Linked DNA regions of Triticum aestivum: region 2 is linked to region 1. A link is a contact called in public Hi-C data. All regions are on one chromosome and are shown on one strand. Each heading gives the region's core, a stretch centred on a gene start, on an enhancer-like site or on the middle of the called end of the contact. The rest is flanking DNA. Distances are from core to core; before and after follow the strand shown. Region 1 has its middle 4.1 kb from the start of LOC123170025. Region 2 has its middle 12 kb from the start of LOC123168017.

The links. A called contact is a pair of places that touch in the nucleus more often than the background predicts.
Region 2: a Hi-C map of an unstated tissue shows a contact between it and region 1, with 5 times the contacts expected there. The contact joins two enhancer-like sites. A contact is called at or near these places in 2 of 5 Hi-C or Micro-C datasets (leaf and an unstated tissue).

Annotation. Positions count from the first base shown.
Region 1 is chr7D:622,424,380-622,427,858 of IWGSC CS RefSeq v2.1, forward strand. No RefSeq gene overlaps it. Among protein-coding and RNA genes, the nearest start is that of LOC123170025, 4.1 kb to the right of the region's middle. Within about 2 kb of position 2,077, at least 5 of the 8 cell types and tissues checked have an H3K27ac peak or open chromatin away from gene starts, as enhancers often do. A contact at or near this core is called in leaf, where this site is marked.
Region 2 is chr7D:622,734,575-622,737,888 of IWGSC CS RefSeq v2.1, forward strand. No RefSeq gene overlaps it. Among protein-coding and RNA genes, the nearest start is that of LOC123168017, 12 kb to the right of the region's middle. Within about 2 kb of position 1,412, at least 5 of the 8 cell types and tissues checked have an H3K27ac peak or open chromatin away from gene starts, as enhancers often do. A contact at or near this core is called in leaf, where this site is marked.

The DNA.
Region 1 (3,479 bases), core at 827-3,326:
AGCTGACAATTTTCCATCCAAGAATATTTGCAAGTACTTGCATTTTTCATGGCTAGTGTTAATTGGAACCATCAAAGGCTTGCTAAATTTAAATATAAATTCATTGTAAATAGTAAAATTCATGAGGAGACTTTAACTTGCTCCAGTTGAGATTGGCAAGCATACATGATCATTGCAGTGTCGTCTGCATATTGAATTACTTGAAAATTAGGGCAAGGGAGCGAGTATATGTGCTTTGACGAGCTCATTTTTTATAGCTTCATTGAGGGCGGATTGGAAGAGATGAGCAGCCAACACAAACAACATAGTAGATAAATGATCTCCCGGTCTAACCCATCCCTTACACAAAAATTATTTCTCAGGAATGGTGTTAAGAAGAAATGATGAAGAGCCAGAGGAGATGATCATGTCCATACAAATAAGCCATCTAGTCCCAAAGCCTCTTGCAATCAAAATCTATTTGATCGTTTGATGTTCAATCCACCCGGGTTTCAAGTAATATAATCAAATGTTATGGAAATGGTAGGGAGTTAGTTCTAACTTTTTTGTAGTGAAATGAGCATACTCAAATGGTTAGGTTACCCATTGTGAAACGAGTCCACCTAAGTTTGAAGTACTAGAAGTTGCACAGATGGTTGAATTTATTGGGTTTCTTATAGCCTTTTTCATAGATGATCGTTTATGGGAGACAAGTTCACGTTCAACATGAGGTTCTTGCAGTTATGTGACACCCCTAGATATTATTCATGTCATTATCCTACATAATGTGCCATGTCATCATGATTATCATAGTTAAATTGCAATTAATAATTAATCCAAAATGCAAATTCAAATTGCAAGTCAAATTATTATTCCTTCAAACAGTAAAACAAAAATGATGTGGGTCTTGCAAATATTCACTAAGTAATTTTCTTGAAGGAAAAACATCATTAGAATTTATTAGAATGCCATTAGCATCATTAATATAGAACCATCAACATTTAATTGGGCCTTTCCAGATTAAATAAATATTTAAACTTTTCAAAATAAATTGTGACTTGGTCGGCTAGCTCAAAACATTGCCTACTTTTTATGTGACAAGTTTCTTCAACATCTAAAATCATTTGGTATTAAAACAAAATGCAAAACAGGAAAAAATGAAGAGGCGGAAAAGAAAAGGAATGAAAGAAAATAGTCAAACTATGCAACTGGGCCTTATGAGAACAGTGAGGCCCAGCCTACTTAACCCCCTCATCCCCTACCTCTATTCACCGCGCCCCCGTGGACGCAGCGAGAGCGCGTCCATGGCCGGGGATCGCCACGCGGCGCGCATTCTGCTCTCCCATGTAGTCGTACAATCCCCCTCGACGCCGTTAACGAACCCTAGCTCCCCTAATCCCCCCCCCCCCCCCCCCCCCCCCCCCCCCCCCCCCCTCGCGTGACTCTGCTCTTCACATCGCTTATCGGACATCATCGTCGCCGTTGCCGCTATCGCCCTCGCGCCAACTGAGCTCCCCGGCGCCTAGGAGCTTGTCCATCCGCTTCCCCGTCGTCGTCCACATCGTCTGCAAGGTCCATATTGACCGGGGCACCGTTCAACGACGGGATCGAGCTTGTCTTCCTCCTTCGGCCGCTGTTGTCCACCGTGTCGATTCGCCGCCAGTGCAGCTAGTAGCTTCTCGCCGGGACTCCTTGTGCCTCCCCGGTGATATCCTCTCTTTTTCCTCTCTCCTTACGCCGCATCTCGCGCCCCCTAGCTGTGGTGTCCGTCATGGCCGAAGCACAGCGCCGCCACCATAGTTGTTGCAGTCGCTGCCGCCCCTTTTATAGCCAGCCGAGGATGCCAGCTTGCTCAGGGCGTCTCCCCTGGGGCTCCCCATGGCCTTAGTTCGCCCACTCTCGCGCTGCATTGCCGGAACCATCCACGCTCGACTCCGGCCGCCGTTGCACGTCGACGCCGCCGTCATTATAGCCCATCTTAGATCACGCTCGTGGCACCGTTGAACGCGGCTGAACGCCCGCGTTTGAACGCGACCAACTGTGTGCGATTTCGTTGCCGGACGGCGAATCCCGCACGTCACCGCTGTCTCGGATGGTTGCTGGAGCATCATTGGCAACTATGGTGGGCCCAGGTCATTAGCAACTGGGTTAGTGGATACAGTTTGACTAATTCACATCTAAATATTTTTTAAGGGTGTCACATCTAAACTCCCACAAATATATAATGCAGCAACAAAACACAAAAAACTAAAAAAAAATAGACCACAAACAGAGTGGACATCAACTTAGATGTGACATAAGATGTGACATAGTTATGTCACATCTAAATGTGTTCTAGACAGACCCTAGCAGATAAACACAGCACTAATCCCCACCAGCACGCAGGCCCCGCTCACTGTAGCAATTAGTTCACTCTAATTAAACCTGTCAACACTGACTACTCGACCCCAACCACTAAGTAACCTAAATTAGATTTACTTTTATTAAAACTCTATTAACTAAATGTGTCACTAACCACTGGACCCCACAAGTTAATTAGTATAAAAATTCTAATTAAACCATGTTAATAAACCCTGTCACTAACTAGTGGGACCCACTGGTCAGGTTTGACCAGTCAATAGTCAAACTGTTGACTACTGATTGGGCTATGGACTCAGCTCAGTAGCCCCACTGTCAGTCACATGTGCACACTGTTGGGTACACTTATGTGTACCTATAGCAATTAAGATTTATTTTTGAATTAATAATATTCCAGAAAAAATAGAAAATCATTTAAAATTTGGAATTCATATAAAATAGTCTATAATTCGGATGAAAATAATTTATATATGAAAATTGATCAGAAAAACATAAAGAATTTGAATATTTCATCCACATGAATGAAAAATACTTCTATCTTAATTAACATTGACATTTTGCATTAGGACCAATTAACAGAATAATATCTGGAGCTGGGAAAATATTCCTAAATATTTTCCCTCCTCTTTTAAAATATGTAGTAGTGCATTAGAGCACATAATCAACACTTTTGGCATGGCATGCATCTGTGCTGTGTTTGCCTGCCCGTTATTTATTTGTTTCCCCCCTCCTCTCTTTCCTTTTTTGTAGACCCCGAGACTGCCGTTGACCCTGAGTGCGACAACATCGCCGACGACCCATACTTCTCAGTAGAGCTTCCGGGCAAGCAAACCCCCTTTATCATTCCGATATCTCCCATTCTTTCCCTCTACTTCTTGCATTAGAGTGTCCATTCAGTTGGTGTCTTATCAGTAGATCCTATTTCTGATGCATAGTGTTATTGATAACTGTTGTTGATACCTTACCTGTTATCCTATATGCTTAGTATAAGAATGCTAGAGTCCCATCAATGGCCCTACACCCTTGTATGCTTGACATGCTACACTATCGGGTCGTGATCCCTTTGGGCGATGATCATGGATATACAATATACATGATATGTTAAAGTCAAGTTGGCTCGGAGAGCACCGCCAGTGATTCAC
Region 2 (3,314 bases), core at 162-2,661, 310 kb after region 1:
CATACAGTCACCCTATGAACGCACACACGCACACTCTACCCCTATGAGCACCTCCCAGAGACTGAGCCGGCATATCATTTTGAGATTTTACGAAGTCATCATGGGCGCCTCGTAGTCGACGGGAACGTCTCCTCCCACTGAAAGCGTATCGCCGGAAATCCTGAAATAAATCCAGGATAAATGCGAGCACCAGGATTTGAATCCTGGTGGGCTGGGGATACCACTGCCCACCTAATCATCCCAACAACAGGTTGGTTCGTGTAAGAACTATAGATCGAAGGCCGTGGCATGCATGCACTCCCATAGTGCAAAATGCACGAAATCTTGCTACTCCGTAGTGGAGTGAGAATTTTCTTGCTAAGAAAAGGAAGCAGAGACCAGTTTTTGGTTTTGCAGCACATGTCTACTTTTTCTCAACTAGTCAATGTGTACGTGCAATGCACGTTGATTTGGAAGTATATTAAGTGCATGTGGATATTAAGTAGGATATTATTTGCGTGTTATTATGTGATTAGCACTATATTTGGCATGAAATTAACTGCACGCTAAACGTGTTGAGCGCTTGATATTGAAGCAGTCTAGGTCGTTGGATTGACATGATTTGATGACCGAGATTAATTGGATCTGCCCCTTTGGGTCTTTTTATATTGTATAGATACACAATGCACATTTTTGGAGCACACGTGAAATATTTGTCTGACAAGCGTTGGACTTTGTTCAAATACATGATGTACTTTTTTAAAATACATGTTTTGAACAAGTTTTGAATACATGGTAAAATATTCCAAATACATGTTGTACATTTTTAATGGAAATAAATATTTTATAAACTATGCTACAATTTTTTTACATTGCATAAACATTTTTTAAATATTCGTACACAATTTTGGACACACATGATTATTTCTATAAAATTACACATATCCTTTTAATGGAAAGAAACATTTTTTTAGCCTAAGTGAATATTTTTTACATTCTGTATAACTTTTTTGAAATGAAACAGATTTTTTTTGGAATGCGGAAATATTTCCATAAAATGTCATGCAAATTTTTTAATAGTACCAAAATATTTATGTGACGCAAACTTGTTTACATTTCATACTCATTTAAAAAAATTAATACATATTATAGACACATGGAACATTATTTCATTGTCACAAACATTTTTTAAGTTATCAACACTTTTTTAAACTACGCTAACCAATTTTTCATACGATGCTAATATTGTTTTCAAATTAGTGGTTTTAAGTTTTTTAAGAAATACTGATGATGCACATTAAAAATATAAATAAACTTAAAAGAGATAAAAAAAGATAATTGAGTGACGTTAGCATAACGATCCACGTCCTACTGGGCCAGCCCAACACTGGCACCCAGTAGGCCAGGCAGCCGTCTAACTCACAGCCAACACGCGCCGTCTATATCTCGCATTAAGCGAGGGGAAACCCTCACGTCAAGCGCTACAATGTCGGGTCGGTCCGTTACGAGCGTGCAGTCTTAAAAAAGATAGAAGAAAATGAGGGAACCCGGGGATCAATCCCTGGTCTCCAGGGTGTTACGCTCTTACCCACTCAGCTCACTCGACTTCATGTTAAAGTAGCTGGGCGCGCCCAACTGGTTTTCTAGTTTTTTTTCTCTTTCTCCATTTTCTTATGTGTTATTCCGTTTTTCTTCCTTTTTGGCTTTTTTGTTCTTTTTCTTTTTCCTTCTCCATTTTTTCCATTTCTTTCTTTAGTTTTAAATGCCTTTTCATTTTCTTTTGTTTTTTCTTTTTTGGTTTTTGTTTTGTTTTCACTTTTTATTCTTTCTACATTTGTTTTTTCGTTTTTTATTTTTAGTTCACGTTTTTCTTTATTAGTTCCATTTCTTGGTTTTCCTTGTGTCTTTTGTTTTTATTCAACATTTTTTGTATATTCAAAAACATTTTTCAAATACACGTTTAACATTTTTTAATGTTGGTTTAACCTTTTTAATACATTGTCAACATTGTTACTATAGACAACGTGACATTTTTCAAATGATTGATCAAGATTTTTGAAATACAAGGATTAACATATTTGATATGCTCATTTACATTTTTTTCAAATGCTTGTTAAATATTTTCGAAATGAAATATATAAAAAATTGAACACTTGGTCAACATTTTTGCTATACACATTTAACATTTTCTAAATGCTTTGTTCAACCTTTTTTCAAATTCTTTTTGAACATATTTTATATACATTATGAAAATGTTTCATCATTTTTTTAGTACATGGTCAACATATTTCTATACAAATTGAACATTTTTCAAATGCGTGACCAACATTTTTCAAATGTGTGATCAACATTTCCCTATACCTCTCTCTTTCAGCCCAGGCACGTGTTTGAAGTTTTATAATCTTCTGCATGGCCCTTGGAGTGTATCACTTCGAGATTCAGCAGAAAAATGGTTCCAGAGATTCGTAGAAATAGGATTTTTTTTCCTTTGTTTACTATTTAACGTTCTTTTAGGGAGTGTTTCTCTTGAGAGTCGCCATATCGGCGATCATCATCCACTTGCTATGGAGACTACGCAAGCGACAAGTAAACTCAGACTCGTAATATTTCAGCCTCCATAATTCAAACACGTTTATTCCCTCCAAATTTAAATGTTTACTACAGCAAGTAAACATGCACAGTTTTTGACCAGTTGCATGAACAAAAGCATTTCATTTGTGACATGTACAAATCACATGTTTCTTCCATTTGCATCGTCCCATCTTTCAAGTTTTCTTAAGTGAATGCTCAAATCTCGCTGATGTGCCCAAAACTCTCTGTCACTTAATCCAGATTGTTCAGATTCAACATGGTAAACCTATTATGCTCGAATGTGCATTCATTGTGGTGATGAAGATCTTGACAAGGGGTAATGATGATAATATTTTATTATTTGGTTCCCTCTGTCTCCCTCTCTCAGCCCATGCATGTGTTTGAACTTTTATAATCTTCTGCATAGCCCTTGTAGTGCATCACATCGAGCTTCAACTAAAAAATGGATCTAGAGATCCATATAAATAGGATTTTTTTTCTTTGTTTTACTAGTCAAAGTTCTTTTAGGGTGTTATTATTTTTCGTTGAAGAACCAAGTGAAATGGAATGTAAGAGCAACTCTAGAGATTCGCCATATCGGCGATGTCCATCCATCATATATGGAGGCTGCGCAGGCGGCGAGCAAACTCTGACTCGCTCAGGCTCCATAATTCAAACACTCCGATTCCCACCAAATTTAATTGTTTACTACATCAAATAAACGTGCGCATTGTTTTTGACAAGTTGCATGGATAAAAGCATTT